2 separate regions of the Capra hircus genome follow, and region 2 is linked to region 1. Evidence: chromatin contacts called from public Hi-C data. All regions are on one chromosome and are shown on one strand. The core of a region is the stretch at or near the end of the contact, and the rest is flanking DNA. Distances in the headings are between cores, read along the strand shown.

The links. A called contact is a pair of places that touch in the nucleus more often than the background predicts.
Region 2: a Hi-C map of liver shows a contact between it and region 1, with 8 times the contacts expected there. The contact joins two enhancer-like sites. A contact is called at or near these places in 4 of 5 Hi-C or Micro-C datasets (blood and liver).

What each region holds. Positions count from the first base shown.
Region 1 is chr14:79,402,316-79,407,711 of ARS1.2, forward strand. SLC45A4 (solute carrier family 45 member 4) reads right to left here. Exons shown (of 9, transcript XM_018058641.1): 9 at 3,654-5,396. Among named protein-coding and RNA genes, the nearest start is that of DENND3, 55 kb to the left of the region's middle. Within about 2 kb of position 2,471, at least 2 of the 5 cell types and tissues checked have an H3K27ac peak or open chromatin away from gene starts, as enhancers often do.
Region 2 is chr14:79,500,932-79,506,232 of ARS1.2, forward strand. No RefSeq gene overlaps it. Among named protein-coding and RNA genes, the nearest start is that of GPR20, 19 kb to the right of the region's middle. Within about 2 kb of position 3,555, at least 1 of the 5 cell types and tissues checked has an H3K27ac peak or open chromatin away from gene starts, as enhancers often do.

The DNA of each region.
Region 1 (5,396 bases), core at 1,221-3,720:
TCAAACCAGACAAAAACAATCATGATAACTGAATTCATATCAGTGGGGATCAGGGGTAAGCTGGAAGGCATGGAGAGAATTATCTGAAGAAACCATTTCATGCAGATTGAGTATTAGGAGTAGGCCTATATCAGAACGTTCATAGAACATTGGACCTGCTCGTGTCACTGTGTAAATTCACCCACTTTAAAAAAATAAGAAAATCACTACGGATTCTACAGATGTTAGAGAATTAGGGAATATTTTGAATTTGATGCCAGTAAATTTGGCATTAAACTTAGATGGAATGGAAAATTTATGTAAGAGATATAAACAACCATGACTAAGAAGAAATAGATACCTGAATAGACTTATTTACAATAAAGAAATTTAATCCATAATTTTAAAAAATGACAAAGGAATAAATAATGCAAATTTGCTCATTCTTTTCGTGAAAATAGAAGAGGTGAATGCTTCCTATCGCATTAATAAGACTAATATTACTTGGCTACAAAATAACAGATATTACAAAGAAAAAAAATACCAATTTCCCTCATAAACATTAAAATCTTTTTAAAAAGTTTAGAAAGTCAAATCTAGCGGTACATAAAGAGGACATTACCTGATGGTCAAGGAAATTCAGCACAGGGATGCAAAGTTGGCTTAGTATTCAAGAGCAGTTGATGTGATTCGCCATCTTAGCAAATGCAAAAAGAGAAAACACAAGTTCATCTCAATAGATTCAGAAACAATATCTGACATAATTCAATAGCCGTTCATGTTAAGAGCGCACAGCAAACTAGGAATAGAAGGAAACTTCTTCAGCTGGATAAAGAGCAGCTAAAGCCCACAGACATGGTACTTAATGGTGAAGACAAAGTGTTTTTCACTCTGAAATCAGAAATAAGGTAGACTTCTTTCTCTTACAGATTGGGAGAAGATCTTTACAAATTATATGTCAGATAAAGGAATTCTATCCTGAGAAGTCAAAAGTAACATGGAAAACAACCAAAAAATAGGACAAAAAACTAGGTTAGAGATTTCACCAAAGAAGATATATCAATTGCAAACACAGGAAAAGAGGCTTAGCATCTAAGGAAACACAGATGGAAACCAGAGACGCCACTGCATACCCTTCCAGGCTCCCTCGTAGTTTATGGACCTCTGGAAGAGTCCTGCCTTGTCCTTGAGTGTATCTGTGTGTGTGTCTATCATTTCTGAGCACCTGGGAAAGACACTGTGTGTCCACCTTCTAGTATCAGAGCTCAGTTTCTTGACCTAAAAATTATACAGGGACTTCCTTGGCAATCCAGTGATTAGGACTCTGTGCTTCTACTGCTGGGGGCACAGGTTTAATCCCTGGTGGGGGAATTAAGATCTCACGTGCTGTGCTGTGCTGTGCAGCCAAATATATATAATTGTTATATAATTATATAATATATATAATTGTTATATAACTATATATGTTATATAACTATGATATATATAATTGTTATATAACTATATAATATATAATTGTTATATAACTATATAATATATATAATTATACAATCTTTCAATTTTGTTGGCAGAACCAAGCATGATGTGAACAGAATGATGCAAAAAGAACTGTGCAAATGGGAAGCAGATTAAAAAGTCTGTAATTAATGCCAGTGTGTTCTCTGTAGAGTTTGAAGCCAAATGTGAGATTTCCCACTAAGAATTCAACTCTTTTCACTAATAATTTTTTCTTCCCCCACTTCCAGGAAAATCCTAAGGCACACCTACCAGAAACACAAATCAGTGAATTTTTACAGTGACAGATGAGTTACAGACAGGTGATAATAGACAAGATGGACAAAATATAAATACAATTTTCTCTGATTTTCCAATAAAAATGAAAACAACATCCCACACAAAAACTTCTGTCCATATTGTTAAAAGAATGTAGTAGACCAATCCGTGCTAATAAGAAAGATGAACAGGTATTTTGGTAAACAAAAAATGTAGACTGCAAACTCTATGTTAAAGTGAAGTCGCTCAGTTGTGTCCGACTCTTTGTGACCCCGTTCACTGTAGCCCACCAGGCTCCTCTGTCCATGGCAAGAATACTGGAGTGGGTTGCCATTTCCTTCTCCAGGGGATCTTCCTGATCCAGGGATCGAACCCAGGTCTCCCGCATTGCGGGCAGATGCTTTAACCGCTGAGCCACCAGGAAAGCACAAAATGTGGGGTGGTTCAGTTGTAAAACCCAAACGAAACATTGACTCTGCACTAACAGCGGTGGGACAGATGTGGAGGCTTGCGGGTTGAGACGGGGTCCGAGGCGCTCGTTTTCGGTGACATACCCCTCGAGCCTGCGCACCCTCCTGCCGGCGCCTGGTGCGGCCCCCGGGGCGGGAGGCCGGGTGAGGATGTGCGGCGCCGCCCCCGGCCCGCCCCCGTCTCGCGGGTTCTGCGCACCCCGTGCGGACGCCAGAGGGCGCTGCCAACTCGCTCGGCCGCGAAGGGGACGAGGGCGGTGCCCGGACTCCAAGCTCCGCCCCGCAGGGAGGGCCCGCCTCTCGCGGCCGGCGCAGCCGCAGGAGGCGCGATGAATGTTCCCCTTTAGTCCCCAGGAGCCCCTTGGTCCCTCCGACCGGGAGGTGTGCTCGGGTTCCGCCCGCGGGGCGCTCATGGCACAGCGCAGGACTAGGCCCCGGGGCCTCCCAGCCTCCATCCCTTTGATGACCAGGATGGATCGCCCTGATAGGCCCCTTGGTGACCGCACCCCCTTCTCCCATCTCCCATCCCCCATCCTGGGGCCGGCTTCTGCTGACCCCAATTAAGGGCCACCCTGCTCCCCACTGGGCTTCCCACGTGAGGCTAGCGGTAAAGAACCCGCTCGCCAGTGCAGGAGAAATGAGAGATGCAGGTTTGATCCCTAGGGTGGGAAGATCCCCCTGGAGAAGGGAATGGCAATCCACTCCAGCCTTCTTAGCCTGGAGAATCCCATGGACAGAGGAGCCTGGTGAGTTGCACCGGTCCAGAGGGCTGCAGTCAGACACGACTTAACACGCATGCACACTCTCCTCCAGTGCAGGTCAAGCAGACCCTTTTGATCAAATCAGCCCCTCCAGCATCACATCTCACCACCTGTGTGACCTTGGGCAAGCCCCTCCCCTTCCACTACCCCCACTGCCAAGTCAGGCTGGCGGTGACTGGCAGCTGCCCGCGGCCCCACCCAGGCCCTGTGGCACCCATCTCCTGCCTGATGGCAGCCTGGCCCCTCTGGCTGGCAAGTGGTAACCAGGGTGGCTCCCGAGCTCCCCTCTTTCCTGGAAGGCTCGCTTACCAGTAGTCAGGACCCTACCACCCACCTACCAGGACAGGCCTTGGGAAGGAAGGTCTGCCAGATGTTTGCCCAGCCCGGGGTCTGGCCTGAAAGGGCTGTGCCAGGTCACCGGATGCCAGGTGGGTCTCATCCCCTGCTGGCTCAGCCTGAGCCCACACCTGAGCCAGGTGAGGCAGGGGCCCCGAGGGTGTTGGGGGCTCAGACATGGGCCCCAGGTTGGGAGCTGGGAGGGCCTCTGAGCACCACCCCAGGAGCCCACACCCACTGGCAGGCCCTCCCCACACTGGGCCCTCAGGCTCCAGGGAGGCAGGGGCGAAGGGAGGAGCTCTGGGGACACAGCAGAGACACCCACACTGGCATCTGGCAGGGAAAGGTTTATTAAGCTTCAACCACAGAGTAACAGAGCGAAACAGACGTAGGGGGAGCCCGGTCTACACCGGGAGGTGAGCACGTTACAGATAGGACCTTGTGCGTGTTGGGGGGGCGGGGGGGGGCAGACAGTGCCATCAGCCACAGCCCCCAGGAGCAGCCCCGAGACCGGGGGCTCGGCGCTGAGACACACAAACACCAGGCTGCTTGTGCCCACCTGATACAAAATTCAGTAATGTGCGATATTACTCTTTATAATCCCTTTTCCTCATAAAATGTTATGTGTTTAACACACACTTATATCACTGCTAAAATCAGCAAGAGCTATTATAGTGCTCCAACTTAATAAGTTGATAAAAAAATGTTGTCCTGTGGCCAGTTCACAATGGAACCAATTAAGTCCTGTTCCGAGATGCCTGGGGAGTTCCTCTGGTAACGAGGCATTTCCAATCATCAGGTCATTCTGCCACCGAGACACAGTCCTGGTCCACAGCACACAGAGCTGTGCCCCTGGTCGCCTGGGGGAGGGCCCAGCAGAGGCGGCCACGCCCAGGGACAGGCTGGGTGAGGGGCCAGGATGGCAGGGGCCGGCTCCCCACCAGGAGGTAGTGACGGAGGCCCCGACGTGCTGCGTGCTTGAGGGCCGCACTGAGCGGACACCACTCCCTGGGCAGCTGCGCTCAGGAAGTGGGCCCCCGGCAGCCCCGTCAGGCCAGCCTGAGCCCCCAGGCCGGGGAGCAGGCAGAAGACGGATGGGGAGTCTGAGAAGCAGCCGCTTGCAGATGGAGCGTGAACGGTCGCGTGTCTGTCACTGATAGCAACATTCCGGGAGGGTCCTCGCCTGTGCTCGGGGCAGGGGTGGCCAAACGGAGACGGAGACTCAGGTGTGAGCCAACAGCTCAAGGTGCTCTGTGTCCAATGAATGTGGTGTTTGACAGACTCGCTCCGAGTGGCTGTCTCTGGCCCTAGCAGCCCACACCCTTGGCCACAGGAGGGAACGGCTGGGACCTTCTGGAGTGTTCTTCAGACACACCACACAGGCAGCCCCTTCAGAGGATCGACTTTGGGGTTCTGGGGGGCAGAGAGCTACTTCCCCACACGCTCATGCCTTTAATAAACACACCTGAGGACTACTTGGAGCCAATGACCTTCTTAGGGCCCAGCCGCTGCCTGCCCCCCACAAGGGACAGTGGGGAGCAGCAGGGACACCCCACTGCCAGCCCTCCACCCACCCAGAAACATTGCCAACGCTGACTGCTGGCAAAAGGGGGACAGGGTGCTGCCTGTCTCCACCGAGCTGACTTTTTATGGAACCAAAGATGCCAAATCCATGCCACCCTATCTGGGTAGTCCATCGATATGACCTGGCAACCAGCCAAATCCCTACCAAGCTCTCTGTTCACAGCACCCAGCCCTGACTGGTGCCCATGACCCCCAGGGCCCACGAGGCCAACTCCAGCATCGGCTACCTGGCCAGCCCACCTGTGGGTGGCACCACCCACTGGTCACCTTGGCCGGAGACCGGACAGAGGACCTTTCAATGAGGGGCCAAAGCCACACTTCCCGGAGCAGCCTGCCGGCGGCCCCCACAACTATCTGAGGTACAGCGTTAGGAACCAACCACAGCCCCCAGCCACGGCCGGCCACTACCACGTGGACAGCCTGCTCCGCTTAAGACACCAGGTGACGCCAGAGCCTCGGGTCAGTGCAACCTGGAAATAACCTCGCTGCGGGG
Region 2 (5,301 bases), core at 2,305-4,804, 100 kb after region 1:
TTCCCTGTGCTGACTCACCCCAGCCTGCCTGATCTGAGCACTGGGCTTGGCTGCAGGCAGTGCTGGGCGGGTCACACAAGGTACAGATGGTACTTTTGGTTAATCCTGTCAACGGTCTTGTAGGGTGTTGCTCTCCCTGCTTCTCAGATAAGGAGTTTTTAATAGTGTTTTTTTTTTTAATTGAAGTGAAATTCACACAACATAAAATCACCATGTTAAAGTGTACAATTCAGTGGTGTCTGGTACATTCACAACGTTGAGCAACCACCCCCTCCCTCTGAGTCCAGAGTGCCCCATCACCCCACAAGGAAGCCCTGGATCCATTAAGCAGCCCCTCCCTGTTTCCAGCCTCTAGGCCCTGGCAGTTGCTAATCTCCTCTCTGTCTCTGTGGATTTGCCTGTTCTGGATATTTCCTATAAATGGCATCACACAGGATGATTCTTGTGTGCATCTGGCCGCTTGCACGTAGCGTGTTTCCCAGGTCCATCCATGCAGCGGTGTGTGTCTGAGCCTCATTCCTTTTCATGGTTGAATAATATTCCACCAAGTGGCTGTTTAACTGCTCCCCTGTTGATGGACATTCGGCTGAAGCTGGGGTTTGAGCTCCACTTTTCAGGGTCCTGGCCGTGCTCTGTTCCCCAGGGCTCACCGCCCCAGGCCTGCCCAGTTCCCAGGGCGGGGCCAGGCTGGGCTGGTGTGGGGTTGGCAGGAAGTAGGAGGTCCCTCCAGGCTTTTTGAGCACAGGAGAGGCCTGCAGATAACCTTCCTGCCTGAGGTTCCAGAATTGGCAAATCCTACATTCCCAAAGGGGCTTCCCTGGTGGCTCAGACCGTAAAGCGTCTGCCTACAGTGCGGGAGACCTGGGTTCGATCCCTGGGTCAAGATCCTCTGGAGAAGGAAATGACAACCCATTCCAGTACTCTTGCCTGGAAAATCCCATGGAGCGAGGAGCGTAGTAGGCTACAGTCCATGGGGTTGCAAAGAGTCAGATACGACTGAGCGACTTCACTTCACAGTTCCACAGACTCAGAGCTCTTGGACCTGAAGACTCTCAAACACTAAGCTTCTGAGGGTCCAGGAGCCAGAGTGTTCTGAGTAGACACCTGTCCCCACCCCCAGCCCCATGGCAGACATCCTAATCGAGCCGGCTGGGCCTTGGGGTCCCTGCAAGAGCCTGGGGTGGCGACCACCCCCCAAATTGGGATGAGGGCTCTTGGTCCCCGCTTCCAGCAGACTGTACATCTCCTGCTGACCTTTGCCTCCTCCCTGGCCTCCCGCCCTCTTCTCACGCCCACAGGCCTTTCCCAGCCTCCTCCTTCCCTCGGGGCCCTGGTCTTTCTTGCCCTCCATCCTATGCCGCGCCACGACATGGAGGCAGGGCCTGTGGACTGCTGGGGTGGACGCCCCGTCCCGCAGGCTCCTGAGGTGGGGAGAGGCGGTGAGGATGGGGGCTTTGCAGAGGCTGGGGGAGGCTGCCCAGGGTGCCCGGGCGCCTTGGTCACAGGTACAGAGCCTGGCTGGAGGGCAGGGAGGGCCCCCACGCTCCCTCCTTGCCCACCTGCCCTCCAGGTGTCAGCGCCCTGGGCTGTCCTCTGGGTTGGGGACGGCCAATGGTGGGCTGATTTCTGGGAGGGTGGGGGTGGAGAAGATGCCGCACGTGGTGCCGGTCACTCCTCTCGTCCCCCCCGACATCCTGTGGGCCTTGGACCCCCTGCAGCTGGAAAGCGCGGGCTTGGATCTAGAACTGAGTATCCAGGGCTCTCAGACTGGCTTCCAGGCACCCTGGGCTCCTGCCCATCAGGGGGGTCTGTTGGCAGGCAGATACTGTTTCTGCCCCTTGCGGCTCCCTCGTTGTCCTCCTGCCTGGAAGCCCTCCTACCGCAGCCTGGGAAGCGGGGATCATTTGTGGGAAAGGGCGAGCTCTGGCCTGGAAATAGCCAAGTGTGCACAGAAATAACCCTGGCCTCAAAAAAGAACATGGAATATTAAACAGGGAACACCAGCATTCGCCTGTCCCTTTCCACAGCCGTTATCTCAAGACAGCGCTCCTCCCCTCATTTTACAGACGAGGGAATTGAAGCCGGGGAGGAGGGTGACCTGCCTGAGGGCCTCCCGCCAGGCCGCTGGCCTCTGACCCCGTGTTTCCCACCACGGCGTGGCTGCCCGACCGCTCTGAGGCCGGCCCTCACCTGCTTCTCTGAGGGTCAAGTGCCTATGCATCCCTCAAAACCCAGAGAAACCTCCTTTTCTCTGGTGAGCCTCCCCAGCTCCCTGGAGGGCAGCTGTGGTCTCTGCCAGGACCTCGTCGCCCTGGAGCAGGCGGTGGGCTCCTTGGCCTGTGGCTTCGTCCACCCCACACCAGGCAGCACAGTACGTGCTCACTAAGTACCCGGTGAGTGACACATTGGCGGACTGTTCCCATCAACCTGAGAGTGGAGGTCGGTTGAACCTCTCGTCCCCTTCCCTGCATTTTCATCCCAACAACCTGAGAAGTTCAACTGAGTATGACCGCTTTATCGATGAGGCTCAGAGAGGCCAACTCCCCTGCCCAAAGGTCACATAGCAACCAAAGGGTGGATCTGGGATTTGATCCTGGCCCCTCCAAGCACGGATCTTTCTGGAGAGCTCACTGTGTGTCTGGCTCAGGGCTGGGTGGGCCCCGACCACCCCACCTGTCCATTCCCTTCTCGCCTTGCATCCTGTGGGCTGGCTCTCACTCGCGGCCTCTGAACACCCTTCCTCACTTCCAGCATCCCCTCTGTGGGCTCTAGCTTGTCTCCGGAGGGCCCCTCCCAGGCGTGGGGGACATGCCATCCTAAGAGCGCAGCAGGGATCCAGTGTGTGTCGCCTGCAGCCACCAGGGGCACTAGGCAAGGTGGATTTTCCCAGGAGGCCCAGGGCTCGGTGCTCCAGCCAGAAGCCTACTTTTCAGGCCCACAGACTTCCCTCTCTTGCCTCCCTCACCTGGCCGCTCACTTCTCATTCCCTTTGAGTCCTTGGCAGGCACTGAGGCCTGAGGCTACTCCCGTGAGAGGCTGGGGTGGGCAGAGGCCACAGGCAGGGAGGAGGGAGCGAACAAAAGTTCTGGAGCCAAGGCAGTGAAGGAGAAAGGGTGCCGGGAAGATGTGGGGGTTCTGGGATAAAGAGTTAGGGTTCAGGATTCCAGGGTCATTTCCATCTCCCTGGCCCAGCAAAGGCCTGGTATTCGGGGAGACCCGAGGGGCTCTGGGGACGGGTGACAGTCCTGGAGTTGGGAGAATAAGAGGGAATACATGTCCGAGGGAGGGACAGGCCGGCCCTTGTTCCGTGAGGCTCTCCAAGGGTCTTGGCCCCGGGAACCCTGACCCTAGCTTCCTCCAGAGCGCGATGAGGCATGTCAGGAGAGGCTAGTCCACCTGACACCTTGTCTCCAGGAACCCAGGCCCTGAGCCACCCCTGGGGGTTGGGCTGCCCTCCTTAGTGAGCCTGGGAGGGGGCGGCTGCCTGCCCCGAGGGGCCGCAGGGTGGATGGGCTGTGGGCAGGTTGGGCCATGGGCAGTGGCACAACCCAGCTGTCGGGCCAGGGCCGAGGGTCACTGCGCTCTGCACCCAGTACAGGGCCTGTCCCCTCTGCCTGGCCAGGCAGAGACTCAGACCCAGGGCACGGTCCCTAGCGTCCGCCTGTCTGTCCTTTCCTACTTCCTCCCTGCCTGGCTTTGGGGCTGGTGGCAGCACTGTGCTTAGACACGCCCAGTGCTGCTTGTCTGGACAGCCCAGCCCTTGGTCACGATTCTCTTCTGCTCGACTGCCAGGCTGTGTGACTCGGGGCAGCTGTCTGACCCTCTCTGGGCTCACGAGACAGTGAATGAGGTTCTGAACCTTGGGACCGCATATGGCCTTGAGGGGCTCTCAGCTTCCCTGGATCGCATGCTGGAGGAGGAGGCAGGGTCTCAGGGGAGCCCCAGCTGCCCACAGATGCCAGCGTTCCCATGTGTCATGGAGTCGTTGGCCTTGTTCCAAGCCCACCAAGAGGGGCTGGCTCACTGTCTGCTCCTTCCCGTCCCTGACTGCCCCACCCAGCCTCTTCCCTGGCTGGAATGAGGTGCTGCCTTGAATAGCTGAAGGGGTCAGGGGCTTCCTGGGGCAGTGTCACTCTTCTTCCCGGGGGATAAGGGAGCTGTAGCTCCTCCAGGCAGCCTTCCAGGATTGCCCTCCAAGGATCAGATGGCAGAGGCGATCAGGAGGTCCCGGCGGGCGGCAGACACCTCGGGTGCCTCTCCCAGGCCAGCAGCGCCACCTGGTGGCCGCAGCCCCCAAACGCCTCCATCCAATGGACCCTCCCAGGGAATCCGCCGAAGGGGCTGGGGCCAAGCCTGGGAGGCCTCCACCGAGATCATTGACAGCTTGGAGAACGCAGGAGTCCTGCCTGCCTGAGGCCAGAGTGTCAAAGACAGGGCTTAACCCAGAGGGATGAGAGAGAACGGAGGAGTCTCAGTCCCTGTGACCAGTGTGCGCATGTGCACACATGTGTGTGTGCACACGTGCACGTGGAAGGGGAGGGCAGGGGTCCTGTTGGGAGGGAGGCCCTCAGGTCACACCTGGCACAGTAAGGTAGGGGACGCTGTGAAGGAATGAAGGGAAATGAATGGGTGTGCTGGGGTCTTCCTCAGGGAAGCCCCATTTCCTTCATTAGCTCGGTTGGTGCTGTGCTTAGTCACTCAGGAGTGTCCGACTCTTTGTGACCCCATGGACTGCAGCCCGCTAGCCTCCTCGCTCCATGGGGATTCTCCAGGCAAGAACACTGGAGTGGGTTGCCATGCCCTCCTGCAGGGGACCTTCCCAACCCAGGGATGGAACGCAGGTCTTCCGCATTGCAGGCGGATTCTTTACGGAGTCACCAGGGAAGCCCAAAAGGTCTTCGTTATTTCTTTTCCCATGAAGGTGAAAGTGAAAGTCGCTCAGTCATGTCTGACTCCTGCGACCCCATGGACTTTACTGTCCATGGAATTCTTGAGGCCAGAATACTGGGATGGGTATGTCTGACTCCTGCGACCCCATGGACTTTACTGTCCATGGAATTCTTGAGGCCAGAATACTGGGATGGGTATGTCTGACTCCTGCGACCCCATGGACTTTACTGTCCATGGAATTCTTGAGGCCAGAATACTGGGATGGGTAGCCTTTCCTTTCTCCAGGGGATCTTCCCGACCCAGGGATCGAACCCAAGGCTCCTGCATTGCAGGCGGATTCTTTATTACCAGCTGAGCCAGAAGGGAAGCCCTTGGCTCAGTTTAATCACTAATTATGGACTGCTGAGTACT